5 separate regions of the Mus musculus genome follow, and all the other regions are linked to region 5. A link is a contact called in public HiCAR-type, HiChIP or PLAC-seq, Micro-C and promoter capture Hi-C data. All regions are on one chromosome and are shown on one strand. Each heading gives the region's core, a stretch centred on a gene start, on an enhancer-like site or on the middle of the called end of the contact. The rest is flanking DNA. Distances are from core to core; before and after follow the strand shown.

What was found. Promoter capture Hi-C pulls out the DNA fragments that hold promoters and counts their contacts. A called contact is a pair of places that touch in the nucleus more often than the background predicts. HiCAR-type assays count read pairs that join an accessible place to other places. HiChIP or PLAC-seq counts read pairs in DNA pulled down with a chosen protein or histone mark.
Region 1: an H3K27ac HiChIP or PLAC-seq map of cardiomyocytes shows a contact between it and region 5, with 6 times the contacts expected there. The contact joins the enhancer-like site here to the promoter of Acyp2 in region 5. A contact is called at or near these places in 1 of 39 promoter capture datasets (3T3-L1-derived adipocytes), 2 of 484 Hi-C or Micro-C datasets (the HL-1 cell line and embryonic stem cells), 4 of 115 datasets of contacts at active chromatin or transcription factors (the NIH/3T3 cell line, bone marrow-derived macrophages, cardiomyocytes and 1 more) and 2 of 9 other capture datasets (embryonic stem cells and pancreatic islet).
Region 2: a contact with region 5 is called in a promoter capture Hi-C map of second pharyngeal arch cranial neural crest. The contact joins the promoter of Chac2 here to the promoter of Acyp2 in region 5. A contact is called at or near these places in 4 of 39 promoter capture datasets (cranial neural crest, erythroid cells, hematopoietic stem and progenitor cells and 1 more) and 2 of 9 other capture datasets (liver and macrophages).
Region 3: a contact with region 5 is called in a HiCAR-type map of kidney, with 6 times the contacts expected there. The contact joins the enhancer-like site here to the promoter of Acyp2 in region 5. A contact is called at or near these places in 8 of 39 promoter capture datasets (the 3T3-L1 cell line, 3T3-L1-derived adipocytes, the C10 cell line and 4 more), 2 of 484 Hi-C or Micro-C datasets (brain and embryonic stem cells), 12 of 115 datasets of contacts at active chromatin or transcription factors (acute myeloid leukemia, bone marrow-derived macrophages, cardiomyocytes and 7 more) and 1 of 9 other capture datasets (embryonic stem cells).
Region 4: a Micro-C map of embryonic stem cells shows a contact between it and region 5, with 1.7 times the contacts expected there. The contact joins the promoter of Asb3 here to the promoter of Acyp2 in region 5. A contact is called at or near these places in 2 of 39 promoter capture datasets (embryonic stem cells and stem cell-derived epiblast-like cells), 2 of 484 Hi-C or Micro-C datasets (embryonic stem cells and granulocyte-monocyte progenitors) and 3 of 9 other capture datasets (adipose tissue, liver and pancreatic islet).

Annotation. Positions count from the first base shown.
Region 1 is chr11:30,291,577-30,294,276 of GRCm38.p6, forward strand. No RefSeq gene overlaps it. Among named protein-coding and RNA genes, the nearest start is that of Gm40820, 22 kb to the right of the region's middle. Within about 2 kb of position 1,390, at least 84 of the 459 cell types and tissues checked have an H3K27ac peak or open chromatin away from gene starts, as enhancers often do. A contact at or near this core is called in the HL-1 cell line, the NIH/3T3 cell line and cardiomyocytes, where this site is marked.
Region 2 is chr11:30,985,093-30,987,792 of GRCm38.p6, forward strand. It overlaps Chac2 (ChaC, cation transport regulator 2), which reads right to left and starts at 1,273. Exons shown (of 3, transcript NM_026527.3): 1 at 1,020-1,273. The coding sequence starts at 1,154. All of the region lies in intron 1 of Asb3 (ankyrin repeat and SOCS box-containing 3), which reads left to right.
Region 3 is chr11:30,174,980-30,177,679 of GRCm38.p6, forward strand. All of the region lies in intron 1 of Sptbn1 (spectrin beta, non-erythrocytic 1), which reads right to left. Among named protein-coding and RNA genes, the nearest start is that of Sptbn1, 43 kb to the right of the region's middle. Within about 2 kb of position 1,407, at least 64 of the 459 cell types and tissues checked have an H3K27ac peak or open chromatin away from gene starts, as enhancers often do. A contact at or near this core is called in acute myeloid leukemia, embryonic stem cells, kidney and 2 more, where this site is marked.
Region 4 is chr11:30,953,059-30,955,758 of GRCm38.p6, forward strand. It overlaps Asb3 (ankyrin repeat and SOCS box-containing 3), which reads left to right and starts at 1,340. Exons shown (of 10, transcript NM_023906.3): 1 at 1,340-1,511. It overlaps Erlec1 (endoplasmic reticulum lectin 1), which reads right to left and starts at 1,073. Exons shown (of 14, transcript NM_025745.3): 1 at 856-1,073. The coding sequence starts at 1,017.
Region 5 is chr11:30,647,982-30,650,681 of GRCm38.p6, forward strand. It overlaps Acyp2 (acylphosphatase 2, muscle type), which reads right to left and starts at 1,415. Exons shown (of 4, transcript NM_029344.3): 1 at 1,320-1,415. The coding sequence starts at 1,398.

The DNA.
Region 1 (2,700 bases), core at 140-2,639, 360 kb before region 5:
GGGTAACAAGGGGGCCTGCATGCATGGCCAGCCTCTTGTCTCTGAAGCCACTTCCTAGCACCTGGCATGGACTATTTACACGGACTTAATCCTGTCAGTCTGTCAAGGATTCTAAATTTAGGTTCCATACATAAATACAATTTCCTGTGGTGTCTATTATAATTAAAATGTTCCATGGGCTTACTTTTGTGTTTGTTGGTGTTCAAATGAGGGACAAGCTACCGATTTATAGAACCAAATCTCCACACCCACTAACAAACACCTTCAAGCCCCCAGCATTCATTGCTGAGGAACAGGAGGCACTGGCTGTGGATCCAGATTGTGGCAGTGCTGAGGCCTTGTATCGAGTTCCACTAATTCCTGAATTATTCTCTCCTCCTCAGCTGCTAATGCTGTAGCACAGGAGAAATAAAGAGAGAGATCCTGTCTGTTTGAATACAAGAACTTTGGAATCCTGCTTCTGAACCCTAGAAACATTCCACACCAGCAGAAAAGAAAACGCAATGCTCTGTCAGGAAGGCAGGGCTAGAATGGGGCAGACAGTGATCAGATCAGCCAAAGAACAGGAACCAGAAAAGGGAGAGCAGTAAAGAATTGATCTTTCTTCCTTCTTATCTCTCTATCCACATCTGGTCTTCCCTCCCTTCCCCTCTTCTCTTTATACTTCTCTTTTCTCTTCCTTCCACCCATTCCCTCTTGCCCACCCTCCCTTTCTTCGCCCTCCCTCACTGTCTCAACACCACCTACCCTACTCCTTTAAATTCCCAGTGGCTTCCCAAGCAGCTTGGTTTGAGTCAGATGTCCATGTTCTGTTTAATCAGCTGTGACTTGAGGAATGGTGACAAGCACTGTTCCTATCTTGTGGCAAGAGAGAAGTCCTCAGATAAGCAGGAGTAGGCTTGCTCTGGAGAAGGATGTAGTCTGTCCCATCATGTAGCATGCACTTACTATAATGTTTTTATCACAACTACTTCCCTACTGCCCTAGCTCTGGATAATAAGCAGCCTGGGTCAGGCTTCTCACCTGCGCTTCTGCTGTTCAATGAAGCCACACTGAGGGAAAATCAAGACAAAATCCTTATCAAAGTCTCTTCTAATTCCCTACAAAGAAGAAATATTGTATAGAAGCCATCATGACCACAGCTTAGCCCTGTGCTTGGCTGGGCTGTTTGGCACAGGCATAGAATACTATTATTGTCAACCCAGCTCACTTTCCCCTATCTGAGCTGGGTCACAACTAGTACTGTGTTTACTCCATTTGTTCCTAATGCAAAACAATAGCCAGTTCTACCATCTGAAATATCATAAACCTCTCAGTTCATAAATTCTAGACTGGGTTATGTGAGGAATTTCTGGCAGATCCACCAAGAAACCCAGCCAATCTAGATGTTAGAGGAATGTCATGAGTTTGTCGCCAAGTAAGAACATTAACACTTCACCCATATTCCAGAGGAATATAGTCATTCTGCAAATGAGTCTTTGGGGAATGGTCAATATCACCATTACATGCCTTAAGAAATGTGGAAATGTGTATTTGATTTCCTTGATATATGGGTTTATAGGGAAAAAAATGCTCATTGTAAACTAAATTTGTAATCTGTACTGCCAGATTTGCGCACTCTTTCTTTCTTTCCTTCCTTCCTTCCTTCCTTCCTTCCTTCCTTCCTTCCTTCCTTCCTTTCTTTCTTTCTTTCTTTCTTTCTTTCTTTCTTTCTTTCTTTCTTTCTTTCTTTCCCTCCCTTTCCCTCCCTTTCCCTTCCCTTCCCTTCCCTTCCCTTCCCTTCCCTTCCCTTCCCTTCCCTTCCCTTCCCTTCCCTTCCCTTCCCTTCCCTTCCCTTCCCTTCCCTTCCCTTCCCTTCCCTTCCCTTCCCTTCCCTTCCCTTCTCTTCCACTTCCTTCCTTTCCACTTCTTTTCTTCTTTGTGGGCAGGGCAGGGAAGGCTTCCTGTATCCTGGTCTGGTTTTAAACTTCAATTCACTATGTAGCCCAGAATGACCTTGAACACTTTTGGTCCTCCTAGCTGCCTTCACCTCCCAAGTGCTGGGATTATAAGTGTGGAACACTGCACCCAACTAATTTCCATTAACACACAAACACACACATACACACACACTTCTTATAAGACTAATTAAAGACAAATTTTGTAACAAAGCTAAAACACCCTTGCAGTATGTTGAACTTGTCACTTGTCACCCTGGGCTTTGTGTAGGCAAGGATACCTGCAAATGCAAACCACCCACAAAGTTACATATTTATCAAAACATTATGACTTGTTTTTTTGCAGTTTGATTGTGTAGTTCAGTTGTGAGTGAACTTAGTATATGACAACATCACAGTGCAATGTCAAAAGATTGGCCATGTCTGGGTGTAAGCTAAAAAGTGGGGAGAGTATTTAGGTTGTGAAACATGGAGTCAGAGGGCCATAAGAGGACATGATGCAATGTTGGTATTAGTGATGGCTTGCTTTGGTTGTGACTTAAGCCAGAGGTAGTCAGGAATGGTTCTAGAAAGGGAGAACTGGGACCAGGTCATAAAGGTACTTTGGCCAGGCTGAAGGACTGGAATGATCTAGAACAATGTGGAACCTATAGAATATTTTTAAAGAAAACTTTTTATTGAGAAAACGTATTGAAAGATGCACATAAGTATTCAGCTCAATGAATTTTCATGATCTAAGCACAGCTGTGTGGCCAGCATGCAG
Region 2 (2,700 bases), core at 23-2,522, 340 kb after region 5:
TTCCTAAAATCTCTTCTGATACTTGGTTTCCAGTATTTCAGAATATTATGCTTTAGAGTATTTTTTAAAAATGGTGCTGGGAATTGAACTCGGGCAGGGCCTTGCATGCACTAGGTAAGAACTCTACTACTAAGCTATATTCCCAGACTTGTTTCTGAGCTTGAGGTCCAGGCCAGTATTGAACTTGTGATATTCTTTTGGATTACAATTTTGTACCAGCAGACTAGGCTAATTTTAAGAGTATGTTGGAGAACACAGGAACATTCAAAACCAAAGGTTAGATATTAACCAAACAAGTTACTAGTTCATACTTGTTTAACTTTTTTTTTCCACAGATTTTTTTTTTTTTTTTTTTTTTTTTTTTGTAGCCAAGGCAAATAGTGAGCTGCTTCTAACACTCTGAACCCCTGGAGAGCTGAATGCTTTATATGACCGAACTGAAAAACAGATCCAATGATTTGTATTTACATTAATAATTCAAGAGAACTATGGAGAAGGAACATTCAAATAATGGAGATTTTCAATTCATTACTCAGAACGAACTGCAAACCTCACATAACTTTGCTTATACCTCTCAATCAAAAAATCACCATGGGCATAAAAATTGGAATGACTGGAAACTAGTTCTTTCATGATCTTAGGCATTTTAAAACTAAAACATTGGAAACATAAATTGGAAATTTACAGGCACATATAAATTCAGACCAGTAAAAACCTGGCATAATATAGACATATCAACGAATTTACACACTGACCATGTGGTGACATGAAAATTCAACTTTATTATTTTGTGGGGTGGCAGAGGTTGCCAAGATAAGGGTGCTGTCCTGGCCACTTCAGCCTTGGGCGAGCTCCCTGTGCCCGTGCTTTCTGCTTTAGAAACTAATTACTGGCTTCTGAAGCGGCCTAAGGATATCCACTTCTTGAGAGAGGCAAGGGCAGGTGGCCAATGAAGTTGAGAGCTTTATCCTGTTCCAGTGCTCTGCTGGGTAGGTGGGCATGAGGCGCTGGCTCCTTACCTTGCCTGGGACCCCGCGGTGGTCCGTGCTACCTTGCCAGAAGCGCCGACTGTAGTTTGTGATGTAACCAACCAGCTTGTCCTGGTAGGGGAAGTCCACCTTCCAGATGAGGGACCCATAACCAAACACCCACATCTTTCTGGACCCTGACCGGCACTCGGACTTCAGAACGAGACTGCTACCGAGGGGAGTAACCGGCTGCTGGGGCAGTGCCAGGCGCTCTGGCTTCGCCTGATGTGCGGCGCAAAGCACACTGGGTTTTCAGAGCTTCTATGGTGCGGGAGGGGTGGGGGTAGGGAATGGGAGGCAGGGGACTACATTACCCACAATTCTTTAGAGTTTTACGACTCTCGAGTTGGAGCAGCACCCCTCCCACCTTTTTTTCTAGTGAGAATTGAAAGAGGAGAAAAGGCAGGACTCCTGTCTTATAGGGCACCACAATTAGCACGTAGTCATTTTGTTGTGCTTTGAAAATTGGCTAGCTGCCCACATCAAACAGCAGCCAGAGTGGCAGATCCCGGAAGTATAATATCTGTATGACCAAGTCCTGTGTCCTTTGCTTTTAAATAGAAGCAAAACAGTAGTTTTATGTGTGTGAAAAAGCAACTGGATTCTAATGGAAGTTGCTTATCAGATTGGGGGGAGGGGGGGAAGAACGGGACTGTTTAAGCATGATGAAGGAGAGAGGTTTTTATACAGTAAGAGACATCTGGAACAGTTCACAGTGGGCAGGACCAAACTGAGCTGTGCCATGTGAGAAGAGGGAGGGAAAGAAAGATGAGAGAGAGGGACTAGGTGCAGCAGCCTGGAGGCTCAAAAGGGATTTGGTTGGATTATATAGGAAAGGGCTGCTGCTAGAAGGTCAGCCCAGCCCTAGGGATGGAAAAGTTTAGAGTAGGGGTTGGGGTATGCCAGCAGGAGGGTCCTGAAATAGATCAGGACCGAAGGATGCAGGAAGAACTTGGCAGTCAGTGCCTATTATGATGTTAAGTAGGCACCTCAGCCATTTTTCTCACTTTTGAAACCTACCACTTATTTAAACTTCAAAGAACAGTTTGTTCAGTCTTAATCTCGGAGGCTCAGAGACGAGCAGGTGCACTCTCCCATTACATTACTTCACCAGTGGCTTTTACAGTGCTGCTTATAGAATCCTTTTCTTTTCTCAGGTGAATGGCTGCTGTTTTGTTTAATAAGAAACTTTGAGGATAATGAATATTCTTTACTGAACACTTAATTTGGATGGTTGAGGAGAATTCTTATATTTAGTTTAAAATGTATTGTTTTTCCTGGATTTCCTTCTTAACTCTTAAGTATTTTCATTGCCTCCCCATCAGACAGTTCTATTCTTGCAGAACTATGGCAGGACACCTTAAATTTTAGATAAAAACACTAGTGGGAAAATATGTAGAACCACTGTTGACTATTGGGAAACATATTTTCTTAGTCTTCCTTTGGGTTGTGTTCTTTGTATTCTTAAGATTATAATATTTTATGTATTTGAATTTCTCAAAAATTGAAAATTAAGTGATATATATACACTCCCTCCCCCCAAAAAGAACAGAGCTTTGTTTTTTGTCTTTGATTGGCACCCCACTGAAAAGCAAGCTGATGTCCTAAATGTTGCTATAGTGATATAAATAGTAAGGAAGCAAAAAAAAAATTCCTCCTAAGTTATAGGGAT
Region 3 (2,700 bases), core at 157-2,656, 470 kb before region 5:
ATCAAAACAACCCTGAGATTCCACCTCACACCAGTCAGAATGGCTAAGGTCAAAAATTCAGGTGACAGCAGATGCTGGCGAGGTTGTGGAGAAAGAGGAACACTCCTCCATTGTTGGTGGGATGGCAAGCTTGTACAACCACTCTGGAAATCAGTCTGGTGGTTCCTCAGAAAATTGGACATAGTACTACTGGAGGATCCAGCAATACCTCTCCTGGGCAAATATCCAGAAGATGTTCCAACTGGTAATAAGGACACATGCTCCACTATGTTCATAGCAGCCTTATTTATAATAGCCAGGAGCTGGAAAGAACCCAGGTGCCCCTCAACAGAGGAATGGGTACAGAAAATGTGGCACAATTATACAATGGAGTACTATTGTATTAAAAACAATGAATTCGTGAAATTCTTAGGCAAATAGATGGATCTGGAAGATATCCTGAGTGAGGTAACCCAATCACAAAAGAACTCATATGATATGCAGTCACTGATAAGTGGTATTAGCCCAGAAAACCCTCCATTTTCTAGTTATTCATTAAGAGAGGTGTCCCTCTCCCCTGACATCTGTGAGGCTCATATATATCAACCTTGCACTATCGGGAGGCCTTTGTTCAGTCATTACTAATCCAAATCCAAATCCATCTTCAAGTGTCACATTGCAAAATATTTCACTCTCTCTCCCATCCAAAATAGTCTAATGTGTCTTATGCCTGTGATCCCAGCACTCATGAGACTGAAGGGAAAGGACAACACTAGTGCCCAGTCCAGCCTAACCTACACACAGCAACACTTATTAAAAAAAAAGAAGAAGAAAGAAATATGTAATTGCACAAACATGTGCTGGGCCCCATAGCCCCATAATGACTTAAGAAAGCTAGTTTTGCAACCGTCTGCCATCATGTACTTTAAACAAACATGGAATACTTCAGCACTGTATCTGCTTAAAGGCATTATCAGTGTAGAATTAAGGCTCTGAATAAGATTACATAGGGTTTCCCCTTTACCATGTTTCTAAAACTACCCTGTTTTGGGGCATGATCATTTCAGGGACCTCCACCCCCACCAAAATATGAAACCACAAAGCAGCATGTGTGTATTCAGGGGAGTCATGGAAACATTCTTCAATAGGATTTGGAGGCAAGCCGTGCTTAATTAATAAAAACATGTAATTTGGGGCAATTAGCAGCAGCAACAAAATGTTTAGTTGAGGGTCTTTTTATCTTAAGGCCATTTCTATGGACAGAGGCTCAGGATTAATGAAGTTTAACAAGAACAGCAGCAGCTGGTAATTAGTCTGTGAAGAGGAAGCAGAAATAAAAGGGGAAAAAGGACTTTAGCTCAGGGCTAGCAACTATGTTGTTCTTTAACTATGGGCCTGGCTAACCCTGAGCCACAAGTGGTCGCAGGGCAAATTAAAGGCTAGAAACCAAACAAATACACACGAAATTCAAGTGATCAACCATAACTCCCCAGAGTGAGGAAACATGAAAGCTGGCTACAAGGTTGCCTTGCCAGTCTAGAAGGAGCCAATGAGCACCAAGGTCGTCCAGCCAAGACATCCTCAAAAGCAGCAACAAAGGATACCCACGGCTGACAAGCAGGACAGCCAACAGTGTCGGTCAACCAAAGTTTCTATGAAGCCAGTCTCCTTCCACAGCACTAACAATACTGAAGGGCTGCAGATGGAGAGCAGCAGCTTTTGCTAGTAAATTTCTTGTTCAGATGAAAAATGACAGCAGATAAACCAGGAATGGAGGTATATGTCTGTAATCCTGGCTACAACTCTTGGCTTGGCATGTTCAATCATCAGTCAGTCACACACACACACACACACACAGAGAATCCTAGGATTATAATGTCATTATACACATACGCATACACTCCCCCACATACACAAATAAGCAGCAATGCGACACTGTGATCTTCTCAGATCCTAAGGCCTGAGCTTAACATGGGTTTCATAAGGATCAGTGGTATAAAGAGCTGGCTAGAGCATACAAACAAGAGGTGACTGACAAAGTAGGCTCCTGATGCTAGTTTGTTTCAAGTTTCAAATACTGTTTAGTTCTACATGTAGTTAGTTCTACCTTTAGTCCCTACCACTTGACATGCCAAAAAAAGAAGAAATCTTATAAAACAATGGCACCCCAAGTAATCTTCAAGAGAATTTCTTCAAAGAACTTCTTCCCAGCCATCACTGCTCTGACAATCCAGGGTACTCTGTAACCCTCGTTGGATGCTTCAATTTTCTTGGCATTGGCTTCCTTCCCCAGGGGCCCCATGGCTGACAGAACCAGCCCATTCACCTTTCACCTAAGGCTGTAATGCAAATGAACCCAAGGTTACTTATTTACACAACAAAGGAATTCTGTTTGGTCCTAGAAACGGAAAGAGTGGTTCTCAGGTGCTACTAAAGGAGAAAGTAATCACACGGAAAAAAGGGTTAGTTTTAGAACCCTTTTCCAAGGACAATACAGTTAACTGCTCTGGGCTATTTACTTGCACAGACTGGATTCAGTGGGGAAAAAACCCCAAAACAGCAGACATTATGGTCTAGATGCACTAGCTAAAACCAGTAAGTTCCTAAGTCCTCATACTCTCTCAGACTCACCTTATGTGAACCTAAGGTGAGGCGTTTCAGAGCCTCCAGGAAGTACTGTAGAGGAGCAGCTTTGTCCAATGCTGCTCTGCGACTGTAGGA
Region 4 (2,700 bases), core at 90-2,589, 310 kb after region 5:
TTTACTTTTTTGGCGGTGCTGGCAATGGAATCCAGATCTAGGTGTGTGGTAAATTTGTCTGTAGTAGTTACACATGGATAGACATTTCAGCACTACAATCATTCAAAACTGAATTTCCATTCTTGTTAGATTATACACCAAAATCTCGTATTCTAGGACTGGAGAGATGCCACAGAAATTAAAAACACATTATTACTCTTCTCGGAGGGGTGAGTACAGTTCCCAGTTCTCACATTGGGAGCCTCACAGCCACTGGCTCTTTCATTCTTGCCTTTTTACACAATACACATTAATTAACGATCATAAAATCCTTTTTAATCTCATGTTCTAGAGTCCTAAATAATAGTGGTAATACATTCAAGCCTCTAGTCTATTCTGCATGGCCAGTAGTATTCCGCATATAAGCTCACTAATATCTTCCAAACCAAATAGCCCTCTCAAATGCCTTAAGGGAAAAGATTCTCAGAAGCTGTATACGTCGTTTTTAAGTGTGTGTTGGAGAGAAAGAATGAATAGAGATGGGACTCCTGTCTGTTGGACGGTTGTGCGGGTAGGGTGATGTGCTAGTTAATTCTAAAACTTCCTCCACAGAGTGGGGCTGTAGAGAAGCCAGATCTAACGTAATGAGATTTAAAGGAGGGAGATGAAGTGACCGCTGATCTCCTAGTTAGTATGGAGGGCATATCCACTTAGTGTGCTAAACGAATTAATGAATGAACGAACACACTTAGGCTTGGGGTCGATAAATGCTTGGGAAAAAAAGGTTCTGGAAGAAAAAGCTAAGGAATCGAGGGCTGGCCCGAATGCTTCGTGCCAGAAAGAGGGGAGAAGGCTGCGGCTCGTGAGGGCACTGACCAGAGAGAACTCGGTACCAGGCCAGTTGACTCGGAAGGGGATGTCGTCGCTGAGCTGGGGCAGCGCTCGGCCGCCGCCGGACGCCTCCAGGAGACCGTACAGAACCAGCAACAGTGGCCCTCCGGGGACCAGGCTCCGCAAGCCGCCGTCTCCTTCCTCCATTGCCGCGTCCTCCAGCCACCGTCACAACCTCCTCTACCAGAGGAGAACAGGAGGAGGGGAGGAGGAGGGGGAGGAAGGGGGGGAGGAGGAGGGGGAGGAGGAGGGGGAGGAGGAGGAGGAGGAGGAGGAGGAGGAGGAGGAGGAGGAGGAGGAGGAGGAGGAGGAGGAGGAGGAGGAGGAGGAGGAGGAAGAAGAGGAGGTACTACAAAGCGTCCTTAGTGCAGGGGACCCAACCGCCGCCGCCACGTCTCCTTGCAGACGGCTGGGCAAAGCCGCCTCCGCCTTACAAGGGCTTGGGGCCACCGCTTCCGGGGCAGGCAGCACATCAACATCCGGGGTTGTTGAGTCGGTGGCCTACGGAAGCCCGCGCTTGGGTCGCGTTGCATTGCGTTGCTGCTGTAGCATCCTAGCGGTTGGACTCAAACGCAGAGGCCCGGGACTGACGCCGGTTGAACGGGTCTGGAGACGGCGCTTGGACGAAGCGGCCCGGCCAGGTGAGTCCTGGCCCGCGCGCTCAGTCCAGCCGCTAGGGACTCTCGGGATTTGGGGGTGAGTGGGCGGCGGCCCGCTCTCAGAAAGCAAGTAGAGAACCGAGCTGTGCAGAGTCGAAGTAGAACTTACAGTTCCGACTGAGCTGCCTACCCTCCAGTCTTTTGCTATTTGCACTCTCCATCTTCTCTCCAGAAGCTTCTCTTAGTTTCTTTTGATGGCGACTGTTGTCACGTCTGTCTCAGATGCTGTGTGTTTGGGGACACCCCCAGTGACACCTGCCACGTCCTTCGACTTTGGCATAGATTTGTTGGGTGGCTAGGCGCGTACAGTCCTGCATTTTTACTTCAGGAGAAGTTTTCCCTCCCTTGACTCAAGTGTTGGACTGTTGTTATTTTACTTAAGTCCAGAAAGTTTATGTCAAGGCCAGAGCCAGGTGAATGTGAAGTTATGAATCAAGTTACAGCAGACTGAATATAGACAGAAAGTTTTGGTTTTTGTCCCCTTCTTGAAAAAAGAAAATAATGTCCACATTTTTTTTCATCTCCTGTGTAATAATTTTACAGTGTTTGCCATAGAACATTTGGTAAGGACTGCCCATGTTGTGGTGTTAAAATCCACTGGGAGAAGAGACTTAGACTCAATTCAAATTTAGACTAAATGAACTTATTCTTACTGTTGGCAGAAGGAAGGGAGCCATAGAGCAAATACAGCCCACCATGCAAAAGGTGAATTAAGGTGGGGCTTTAAGGAGGACATCTGAATTACATGGATTACTGATATCCATGGAGTCTACATCTGATCAGGAAAATTGTCTCACTTCTCTCAGTTGTTTCTTACTTTCTCATTATACAGTAATAAAAAAAAAAAAACCATTTTATCCCTTCCCCAAAGCGATAGTAAGTTTTACAAAAGGCAAGCAGCCTTTAATGCTTTATAGCCCCATTGTCTGATTCTTATCTATCCATTAGGATCTCCCAGGCATTCCAGAGCAAAAGACTCATTGGCCAGTTAAGGGAAGCCTGGCTCCACGTTAAGTTTCGTCAGTCATCACAGAGGACTTCTACTCTAATGACTGAGATAGAGCAGTTCATTTTTCAGTGGGTAAAAACATAGTGCCACTAGATTAAGGCTGGCTGTCATATCCCCACACTCAAATTTGAACCAAATCAAAAAGCAGGAAGAGCAGTCCGT
Region 5 (2,700 bases), core at 165-2,664:
ATCCCAGCACTTGGGAGACAGAGGCAGGAGGATTTCTGAGATCGAGGCCAGCCTGGTCTACAAAGTGAGTTCCAGGACAGCCAGGGCTATACAGAGAAACCGAGTCTCAAGCCCCCGCCCCACCCCCCAAAAAAGAGAAAAAATAAAGAGAAAAAGAAAAAGAAAGAGAAGGAGGAGGAGGAGGAGGAGGAGGAGGAGGAGGAGGAGGAGAAAGAGGAAAAGGAAAAGGGAAAGGGAAAGAGAAAGAGAAAGAGAAAAGAGAAAGAGAAAGAGAAAGAGAAAGAGAAAGAGAAAGAGAAAGAGAAAGAGAAAGAGAAAGAGAAAGAGAAAGAGAAAGAGAAGGAGAAGGAGAAGGAAAAGGAAAAGGAAAAAGAAAAAGAAAAAGAAAAAGAAAAAGAAAAAGAAAAAGAAAAAGAAAAAGAAAAAGAAAAAGAAAAAGAAAAAGAAAAAGAAAAAGAAAAAGAAAAAGAAAAAGAAAAAGAAAGGCATTATTTTTATGTTGAAGACCGGAACCTGCATTACAGGCTTATAAGGACTAGCTCGTCCTTGGTCTGGTACAGAGCAGAGCACCCATTCCAGGGCTTGGTGACTATTAAGCAAGCACTCTACTGAGCTACATTTCCAGTCTCAAAAAGTTTTCTTCTTTTAAATGGATGATATACATTAAATAGTTACAGTATTTATACGCCATTAGATAATTTTCTCAAGTGTATAGACCAGCCTGGTCTTGAACTCAAATATCCACCTTCTTCTGCATAAGGACTACATGCACTACTATGTCAAGTTGCGTTAGAAAAAATTAAAAGAATGTTTTAACGTTTTAAATTACAAATATAAAGATTTAAAGTAAGTCAGACATTATATTCTATGCATCTATTTAAGCTTATAATCAAACAAAAATTTTAAAACTTCACTTAAATGGCCTGGGAGTGTACTTCAGCAATCTAGTACGCAAATGTAAGACTGTGCATAAATATATAAGGTTCAATCTCCAAAACCCAGGAAGGAAAAATTGCTAGCTGGAGAGGGGCTACAACCTCTGACAAAGTAAATCACCCAGTATCATTCAGGTACCCTTGCTTTTCTGCCGCACTTAGGCGTCCCCCACCCCCATCCTATAGGCTTGCAGCGTCCTCTTCGGGAACCCAGGGTGACCTCCCTCCGCCCCGCGCTAGCCCGTTCTCCCCGCCCCGGGCTGCTGTGTCATGGCTGAGCGGAAGTCGCTGCCTCAGTGAGAAGAACCGTCCCTAAAATGGATGGCATAAGCTTCCTCCTCTCCCTCCCACGGCCTCGTCTTGGCATCCCAGGTCAGACCGTACCTTGCACTGTCCCGAACACTTCGTAGTCCACAGACTTGAGCAGCTCGGTCATGGCGGCCAGCCTTCTCCCGAGCAGCATTAGCTGGGTATGTGGCGCGGAGACTGCGACAGCCGCCAGGGGAGGAAGACTTATGGGCTCTGGGACCGACGCCCAGAAGCCAAGACAAGAGCGCGCTGGGTCATGCGTAAGAAGATGGCAGATGACCGTTGTACACAGTGAGGGCGACGGGACACCCGGCGCTCGGGCTCCCTAGCAGGGTGCTCCCTCTCTGCGTTCCCCAGGACCCGGTTCTCTAAAGAAAACGGAGGTCGGGCATGTGAGGGGATTAAACCAACTAATATCTACCCACCGACGTTTATTTGACACAAAAAAGGTTTTGTTTTGTTTTTTCTATAAGGATGAAAATAAGAGGGTGACTTGTTGAGAGGACAGAGCGGGTAAAGTCTAAGTGGGTAGAGATGAGAAGGATAATAGGGGGAAAATTACCAAAATTCATTATATGCAAGGATAAAATGTCAAAGAATTTTTAAGTTTTAGGTGATTTTATATAGGTACACTGTAAAGAATACATAGTATACCCATGGGTACACTGTAAGGAGATTAATTCAAGCTAATTAACTTTCATCTCTGATTTCATTTAAGATTTCAACGATTTTAAATATATATCATTCTTAACTATACTCACCATTGTGCAAATATATGATAATCTCCACTTCATATGAAGAAAATGTGTGCCCTTGAAACAATATCCCCATTTCCAACATCCTGAGGTGGACATTTGAAATGAAGGACCTGCTTAGCTTAGTGGCACAAAGGGTATTTGGTCAGTGTGCTGGCTAGTCTTGGCACAAGCTAGAGTAATCTTAGAGGAGAGAACCTCAAGTGAGAAAATGCCTCCATAAGATCTAGCCATAAGGCATTTTCTTAATTAGTGATTGATGGGGGGGTGGGGGAGGGAGCAGTGGAACCCAGCCAGTTGTGGGTGATGCCATCCCTAGTCCAGGGATCCTGGGTTCTATAAGAAAGCAGGCTGAGTAAGCCATGTGGAACAAGTCAGTAACCAGTCCCCACCCCCACCCCACCCCCCATGCCTCTACATCATCTCTAGGTTCCTGCCTTGTTTGAGTCCCTATCCTGATATGTACAGTGCTGTGGAGGTATAAGCCAAATAAACATTTTCCTCCCCCAAGCTGCTTTTTGGTCATTGTGTTTCATGGCAGCAATAAAAACCTTAACTAAGACAGACAATGAATCAATTCTGAAATGTTCTGACGGTGCCAAATCTGTGGTGATTCTGAGATAAAGTTAGGCTTGATCTTTTCATTCAGGCTGATGAATCTGAAAGGTGCCTTGTGGTGATTTGGCTAGCTTTGTTGCCCA